Regions from separate parts of the Ovis aries genome. Here regions 1 and 2 are each linked to region 3. A link is a contact called in public Hi-C data. All regions are on one chromosome and are shown on one strand. The core of a region is the stretch at or near the end of the contact, and the rest is flanking DNA. Distances in the headings are between cores, read along the strand shown. Region 1 holds the start of LOC121818502 (histone H3.3A-like). Region 2 holds the start of NOL6 (nucleolar protein 6). Region 3 holds the start of NFX1 (nuclear transcription factor, X-box binding 1).

The links. Hi-C and Micro-C count contacts between places; a contact is called where the count stands out from the background.
Region 1: a contact with region 3 is called in a Hi-C map of liver, with 3 times the contacts expected there. The contact joins the promoter of LOC121818502 here to the promoter of NFX1 in region 3. A contact is called at or near these places in 2 of 16 Hi-C or Micro-C datasets (liver and skin fibroblasts).
Region 2: a contact with region 3 is called in a Hi-C map of liver, with 5 times the contacts expected there. The contact joins the promoter of NOL6 here to the promoter of NFX1 in region 3. A contact is called at or near these places in 3 of 16 Hi-C or Micro-C datasets (blood, liver and muscle).

The regions. Positions count from the first base shown.
Region 1 is chr2:38,075,410-38,078,109 of ARS-UI_Ramb_v3.0, forward strand. It overlaps LOC121818502 (histone H3.3A-like), which reads right to left and starts at 1,252. Exons shown (of 1, transcript XM_042242683.2): 1 at 1-1,252. The coding sequence starts at 1,252. The coding sequence ends at 791. SMU1 (SMU1 DNA replication regulator and spliceosomal factor) reads left to right here and starts at 2,225. Exons shown (of 11, transcript XM_060409155.1): 1 at 2,225-2,330. The coding sequence starts at 2,305.
Region 2 is chr2:37,701,965-37,704,877 of ARS-UI_Ramb_v3.0, forward strand. NOL6 (nucleolar protein 6) reads left to right here and starts at 1,643. Exons shown (of 26, transcript XM_004004141.5): 1 at 1,643-1,832; 2 at 2,890-2,913. The coding sequence starts at 1,779.
Region 3 is chr2:37,860,462-37,863,161 of ARS-UI_Ramb_v3.0, forward strand. NFX1 (nuclear transcription factor, X-box binding 1) reads right to left here and starts at 1,356. Exons shown (of 24, transcript XM_060409150.1): 1 at 1,271-1,356. The coding sequence starts at 1,295. LOC121818609 (a long non-coding RNA gene) reads left to right here and starts at 1,465. Exons shown (of 3, transcript XR_006058603.2): 1 at 1,465-2,390.

The sequences.
Region 1 (2,700 bases), core at 2-2,501, 210 kb after region 3:
AAAACTAAGATCATGGCATCTGGTCCCATCACTTCAAGGCAAATATATGGGGAAACAATGGAAACAGTGACAGACTTTATTTTCTTGTGCTCCAAAATCACTGCAGATGTTGACCGCAGCCATGAAATTAAAAGACCCTTGCTCCTTGGAAGAAAAGCTATCACAAATCTAGACAGCCTATTAAAAAGCAGAGACATTACTTTGCTGACAAAGGTCATTCTAGTCAAGGCTATGGTTTTTCCAGTAGTCATGTACAGATGTGAGAGTTGTACCATAAAGAAAGCTGAGTGCCAAAGAATTGATGCTTTTTTTATATATATAGTTTAATGCATTTTAATAGCAAACTTACGGGAACAGCACAGAAGACAGACAGCATTAAAAACATGTACTTGCACGCAGGACAACTCAGAAAAGTATAGTGAATGGATGGAATCTACTGTATGATAAAAATGCTACAAACACCATTTAGTTGCAGTCAATAAGAAATTTTCTTGTTTAAAAAAAATCCAAATGCTGGCATTGTCCAGAAAAATTTAGCAGGTTTATTTATAATTGTTATAAAGTTGAACTGCCGAAACTTGTTCACTGAAACATTTTGACTTTCACTAACGCTTTATATTCCCGCATTTATGTTAAAAATTCACACACAAATGAAAATGGAAAAACTGCCAATACCTGATTTCTGTCCCCTATTTTCCACTTGCAATCATATACTTAGGTACCTTTTGACCCCATGGAAAAAAAATAAAGTTCAGAACTACCAATAACAGGAAGAAGAGAATTTTTTTTTTTAAAGAATGAAATGTTTCCCGTCATAGTGGATTCTTAAAGCACGTTCTCCACGTATGCGGCATGCTAGCTGGGTGTCTTTTGGCGTAATTGTTACACGTTTGGCATGGATAGCACACAGGTTGGTGTCCTCAAAAAGGCCAACCAGATAGGCGTCACTTGCCTGCTGCCAAGCACCAATAGCTGCACTCTGGTAGCACAGATCTGTTTTGAAGTCCTGAGCAATTTCCCGCACCAGACGCTGGAAGGGAAGTTTGCTAATCAGAAGTTCAGTGGACTTCTGATAACGTCTAATTTCACGGAGTGTCCCAGTACCAAGCCTGTAACGATGTGGTTCATTCACCTCTCCAGTAGAGGGCGCACTCTTGAGAGCGGCTTTTGTAGCAAGTTGCTTCCTCGGTGCTTTACCACCGGTCGATTTGCCGGTAGTCTGCTTTGTACGAGCCACGGTATAGAGACCTCCTTACTTACCCACCTTCTCCTTCGGCTGGAGCTCCGAGAGCCAGAAGAGGCGCTGGCGTTGGAGAGCGACGGCGGCGCGGTGGTGGCTGCGAATACAACTCAGGATTGATGCTTTTGAACTGCGGTGTTGAAGACTCTTGAGAGTCCCTTGGTCTGCAAGGAGATCAAACCAGTCAATCCTAGAGGAAATCGGCCCTTAATATTCATTAGAAGGATTGATGCTGAGGCGGAAGCTCCAATACTTTGGCCACCTGTTGTGAAGAACTGACTCACTGGAGAAGTTCTTGAGGCTGGTCTTGAGATTGAAGGCAGAGAAGAAGCGGACGACAGAGGATGAGATGGTTGGATGGCATCACCGACTCGATGGACATGAGTTTGAGCAAGCTCTGGGAATTGGTGATGGACAAGGAACCCTGGCATGCAGCAGTCCATGGGGTTGCAGAGTCAGATACGACTGAGCAACTGAACTGTACTGATACATACGTACCCTCCCTCTTGAATCTCCCTCCGACTTCCCACCCCATCCCACCCATCTAGGTTGTCACAGAGCACTGGGTTGAGCTCCCTGAGTCATACAGCAAATTCCCACTAGCTATCTGTTTTGTTTATGGTAATATATATGATTCTCCTGTACTCTCAATTCATCCCACCCTCTCCTTCCCCCACTCTGTCCAAAAGTCTGTTCTCTATGTCTGTCAGCCCTATCTTTAAATCTAAACTAAGTAAAAATTTAAAAGGCAACATTTAGAAACCAGTCCTTTAAGAACGACTCTTTCTTTAGAGAGAATGAAGAATTCTCTGGACCAGGCACTTAGGTTCAGACTTCTGAAACGCCCTCGAAGCTCCGCCCTGCACCGCCCTGCGTGCAAGCCCCGCCCAGCACTGCCCCGCCCCACACGTAGTCCTCCCTCCTCTTCCGTACACACGGCCTCCGGAGCGAGGGGGCTCGACGTCGAGCGGAAGTGACGTACGTGAGTCGCCGGAGGTGGCGTTGGTGCGTTGTGCGGCTGGGCCTGAGAGTGGAGTGGGGCCTGCGCCCGGAAAGACAGCGCTATGTCGATCGAAATCGAGTCCTCCGAGTGAGTCTCGTGGTGTCGGATGTTCGCGAAGTGGCCGGGCCGGGAGTCGATGAGTTGAGGGGTAGAAGCTGCTCGAGGGAGGCGTCCCAGAGGTTGGGAGTGGAGGGGTATTTACTTCCCCACAAAGAAGCTTTTGGGATCTGACTGCTTCAGGGGCGGGCCCGCAAGAAAGTAGCGAACGGAAAGCCCAAAGCCTGGTGGAAAGCGGCGCGGGGCTAGGGGTAGGACGTGCCTGCAAAACCTGAGTTCTAGCCCTCGCCGACTCCTGATGCGCCCTGAGACTGAGCAGATTAGCCATCCAGTCAGGACTCCGGTCTCATCTGCACAAGGGGGCTGCACTCTTAGCCTTCCCTCTCTTCCTGCCCCCATT
Region 2 (2,913 bases), core at 393-2,892, 160 kb before region 3:
ACTTGTTCCAAATAGGAAAAGGAGTACATCAAGGCTGTATATTGTCACCCTGCTTATTTAACTTATATGCAGAGTACATCATGAGAAACACTGGGCTGGAAGAATCACAAGCTGGAATCAAGATTGCCAGGAGAAATATCAATAACCTCGGATAGGCAGATGACACCACCCTTATGGCAGAAAGTGAAGAGGAACTAAAAAGCCTCTTGATGAAAGTGAAAGAGGAGAGTGAAAAAGTTGGCTTAAAGCTCAACATTCAGAAAACTAACATCATGGCATCTGGTCCCATCACTTCAAGGGAAATAAACGGGGAAACAGTGGAAACAGTGTCAGACTTTATTTTGGGGGGCTCCAAAATCACTGCAGATGGTGATTGCAGCCATGAAATTAAAAGACGCTTACTCCTTGGAAGGAAAGTTATGACCAACCTAGATAGCATATTCAAAAGCAGAGACATTACTTTGCCAACAAAGGTCTGTCTAGTCAAGGCTATGGTTTTTCCAGTGGTCATGTATGGATGTGAGAGTTGGACTGTGAAGAAGGCTGAGCACCGAAGAACTGATGCTTTTGAACTGTGGTGTTGGAGAAGACTCTTGAGAGTCCCTGGGACTGCAAGGAGATCCAACCAGTCCATCCTAAAGGAGATCAATCCTGAGTGTTCATTGGAAGGACTGATGTTGAAGCTGAAACTCCAGTACTTTGGCCACCTCATGTGAAGAGTTGACTCACTGGAAAAGACTCTGATGCTGGGAGGGACAGGGGGCAGGAGGAGAAGAGGACGACAGAGGATGAGATGGCTGGATGGCATCACCGACTGGATGGACATGAGTTTGAGTGAACTCCGGGAGTTGGTGATGGACAGGGAGGCCCGGCGTGCTGCAATTCATGGGGTCGCAGAGTCGGACACGACTGAGCGACTGAACTGATGATAGTATTGAATGAAAGTTACATTTCTTGAATTTTATAATCGAATTATGACTACATAAAGGACAGGGAAGCCTGGCGTGTTCCAATCCATGGTCGCAGAGTCGGACACGACTGAGCGACTGAACTGAACTGAACTGAAGAGATAGTCCTGGGGCTTCCCAGGTGATGCTAGTGGTTAAGAACCAGGCTGCCATCGGGCAGGAGACCTAAGAGAGGCTGGTTTGATCCCTGAGACAGGAAGATCCCCTGCAGGTGGGCATGGCAACCCACTCCAGTATTCTTGCCCAGAGGACCCCAGTGACAAAGGAGTCTGGCAGGCTACAGTCACTACGGTCGCAAAGAATGGGACAAGACTGAAGTGACTTCACACACACACACACACACACAAAATGAATAAACTCAAGACATATTTTGCAAGTAGAACTGACAAGATTGGTTAATTGATAAAGCAAGAAGAGGAATCACTTACGTAAACAAACCCTCCCCAAAACGCCCAAGCTAGCCCCTCCCTTTCCCTCGGTGTTCCAAGAAGAGGAAGTGAGGAAACGGAAACAACTGCCAAGTTGCCGGCAAGCTTCCGGTCTGCTGTCGCAAAGAGGCCGTAAATCGGAGAACTCTGTTTGGCCCCTCCCCCGTGATGGGCGGTCCTGGAGAGTGACAGAAACCAATGACGAGCGAGTCGTCGGGCACTCACCCAATGGCTCTGGAACTGGGCGGGGTTCTTTGCCATGAGGCTTGCTAACACCGGTACCCGCATTTCTGCCGCGGTTTGGGCATTTCTGCCAACGTGGGTAGAATCTCTTCAGAGCAAGTGGACTTTACACCCAAAGTGCGAGAGCAATACATGAGGGATGGGCCCCGCACCTGCGAGAGCGGAGCATCGCGGAACTGCTGGGGAGCCGGAGGTGGGCGAGCGGCCTGGGAGGAAGGGATGCGCAGCGTGCCGGAGACAGCATAACCTAACAGTTTGCTAGCGAGGGACACGAGAGTGGCCCCTTAGGGAAGAACCTCATTTCCCCCGATGCTTCCAGCTTAGGATACCGAGGCAGGGCTCGGTAGAGGGAGGTAGAACTTGGCTTTACTTGCAAAGTAGTAAAGCCTATGGACCGTCTCTGTTCGTTAGCTCTACACCTTGAAATTGAAGAGTCCCGCCCCATTCCCTTCCGCGGCTTGGGTTTTTCCCCTAAGTCTTTCTGGACCTTGGGCAGGATTTTCTCCCTTCCTGTGTCTAGTTTTGTGCTCCCCACGTGGTGGCAGTCCTGCTGCGCTACAGTAAGGCTCTTCCGGCTGTGGAACCATGGAGGGGGGCGGAGCCCAGGGCTGCAGGGTAGAAGGTTTGGGATCCCGCAGACCAGGGTTTGAAGCCTGCTCACAGTTTAATCATACCAACTGGAACCACAAGCTCAACGGAGCTTCGTTCAGGTGTTTGTTTTCTGTTAGGATTATTATAAGGATTGAATGATTTATTGAGTATATTCTTCAGAGCCAGTAGGCTTCATCACTGAGCACTTAATGTATACTGATATAGCCTATAGTAAGGGCTTGCTGGGGCAGGGGGTGCATGTGTGTAACCTGGCAGGATTTGGATAGAACAAGAGTGGAGTTGGTATTTGCGACGTTCCAGAACTAACTCAGCAGAAGAGAAAGTCTTGTTACTTGGAAGTACAAGGAGCTCAGGCATTGCTTCCAGGGCCCATTCAGCTACTACCCCTATGACTCCAAGCAGAGTTACGTGCTTGTGCTGTTAGATAGATGGGAACCCTCAACTCAAGGAGTTTTCAGTGTAGAGCTCAGTAAGTTCTTTTAACTAAAAATTATTCTGTTTTACACAATCTGATTCCTGTTCAAGAGAGACCAGGAGCAGGTGAAGCCTTTACCTGCATCTGGTCCTGGTGGCACGTCAGGCAGTGGATGCTGGATGTCTGTAATGTCACCCTGGCTTCTCCCTCTCATTGGCCATAGGTGATGGAGTCAGCTCTGGAAGGC
Region 3 (2,700 bases), core at 106-2,605:
TCATAACTAGCCCCACTCATTTCTGCTTCAAACACTGAATGGTGCAGAAATGGGCCAGATGCAGGATAGGAAGACCAAGGGATCCAATTAAGGGGATCTGGGGAAAGAGTGAGTGGGAGAAAAACAAAACACCAGGCTAAATGTGGTCCCTACCTCCAAGATGAATTAATACCTAAATCAGGACTAGGGTAAACAAACAAAAAATGGACTAGGGTACACCAATGCAGTGTGTTAGCCAACGTTTTTGACCAAGATCCACAGTAACAAATACATTTTACCTGCCACCAAGCACACAAATACATACATAGGCTTCTTGGTGCCCCAACAGCTGGTAGGCAGCAGAACTAAGACTCAAATTAATGACTGTTCACGACCCTCATGCTGCAAATTGCTGCCCTGTTTTTCAGAAAGAGTGGATCATGAAATCAAATTATGTAGTGGGTTGTGACAAGACTATTTTCAAACGAAATATGCAGTATAGAGTATATTGGAGATAATAAGGAAAACCACTGCTTCCTGAAATTTTTGGTTCGTTTTTATATTCGTGTGCGCTGAGATCACTATGTTAAATGCTCCTTTTCCGTCACTGTCCAAAGAGTTGGGAAAACAAAGATCCAAGGTACCCTGAAGTAACTGGAAATTGTGTTACATTAACAGCCAGATGAGGTTGTCTCTATGTGCAGTTGTCTCTACATATAGAGACAACTCTGGGAGGGGAAGTAAGCTAACAATTGTGTAACACGTACAGTAGCGGCGGGAACCTTCACAGTAATTGATTTATTTACTCCCAAGTCACAGATGAGGAAAACGAGCCTTCACATTGCGAGCTCATGGCAAGCTGAGACTGGAAACCACGAGTGTTCGGCTCGCGCCCGCGCTGCTGCCCTAGGACGCACGAATACATCTCAAGCGCAGCGAGCAATCCCGCCGCGCGTCGAGAGCTAGCCACCGTCACGGGCCGACGCCCGCCTGTCGGATATCACTGCCCCAGGAAGACCGGGATGAGCCCTGGAAAGGGCGGGACACCCGCATCGACTCAGCGGGACAAACCGACTCTCCTTGGAAACCCAGCTGCCGGGCTTCGCCACCAGCCAAGGATGGTTAAGACCTCGGTACGCACGACGCGCGTGGCTTGGCCCTTCCGAGCCACTATCCCCAACCTCTGTACGTGCCACTCTCGCGATACGAATGGCCGGTGCCTTAGGATTCGTCACTGACTCAATTTCCGCTCCCCGAGAGGGGCCCAGTCCTGCGAGGGCCAGTACAGTACCTGAGACAGGAGGCGCCTCCGCCATCCCGTGCCGCAACACCTAAAGCGAGCCCTGCAGGCCAGCGAGCGCTGTCACCCGGTCATGTGCTCTGGACTTCCGGCGCCGCGAGAAAATTCGCTTCTGCGCGCGCGGTAGACGGCCACGGAGTTTGCGCGGCCTGAGTCAACTGTGCGGAGCGTCGGTGACGTCAAACAGACGCGCCCGGCGCCGGGCTGAAGCAGGGTACTAGTAGCTGTAGGTAGCCAACATCCCGGGAGGGTAAGCATGCTCGGTCTTGCACAATCAATAGTTGTTTTCCTTTTGAGAGTCACTGTTCTCTCCTGCTACCGTGTCCTTTAACCCTCCCACCCAACCAGCCTTGCCTGATTTTCTGGAGTCAGGTCAGACCGCACCTCCTTACTAGAGTGGATCAGATTTAGGATTAAAACAAAGACGAAGTAGTCAAAAGGCAGGGGAAAAGATGTCTGCAAAACAAACGATAAAAGGCTCTTACAAATCAGTTTAGAAACAAAAACCCATTTATTAGAAATGATAAAGGACTTGAAAGAGCAGATGATAATACTAAAGTAGATACAGAGGGACTCAATGTGAGAGGGGGTAAGTTTGGGGGCACCGATCATTTTTAAAGTACAAAATGTTTTGAGTGTGTGGAATTTTTTCATTTGTGTGTTTTGCTGTTGCTCTACTAAAGAGAACACAGTACTTAAGTGTGAAGCATCTGCATTTGTAAAGTAATTCACTGCTCTAGACTTCCCCAAGAACACAAAATAATAGTCATTCATTCACATACTTTTAGGCATTGCTTTAACTGCTGGAGGTTAATGTGAAAAAGACAGACAAGGTCCCTGCCTTCAGTGAAGTGCATTGACTAGTAGGGAAGGTTAAAACTAAGTAATGTGGTACTTACCTGGTGGTTCAGTGCCTAAGTATCCACCTGCCAACACAGGGGACATGGGTTTGATCCCTGGTCTAGGAAGATCCCACATGCTTCTGGGCTACTTAGCTGATGCATCACAACTACTGAACCAGAGTGCTGGCACCCACTGAAGCTGGTGTGCCCTACTCGCCTGTGCTCCGCAACTAGAGAAGCCACTGCAAAGAGAAGCCCAAGCAAATGAAGTAAGAGACCATCCCCACCCTCCCCCAAACAGAAAGCCCAGGTGTGGCAATGGAAGGTGCCGAAAGGAAAGATGCCCCTGTGGCCAAAAATAACAACAAAAATTATTTTAAAACTAAGTTTATTTACAAACTGGTGATTTGGGTTGTCAAAGAAATAAGCAGGGTAACAGTGACTGATTAGGATCTGCTCCGTAAAAGGTGGCCAGCCTTCTTTGAGTAGGATAGATGAGAATGATCAACTATGTGAAAATTCAGAGGGAATAGCAGAAGGAAGCAGGTGCGAAAGCTATGGAGGAAGGAAAGGGCTCGA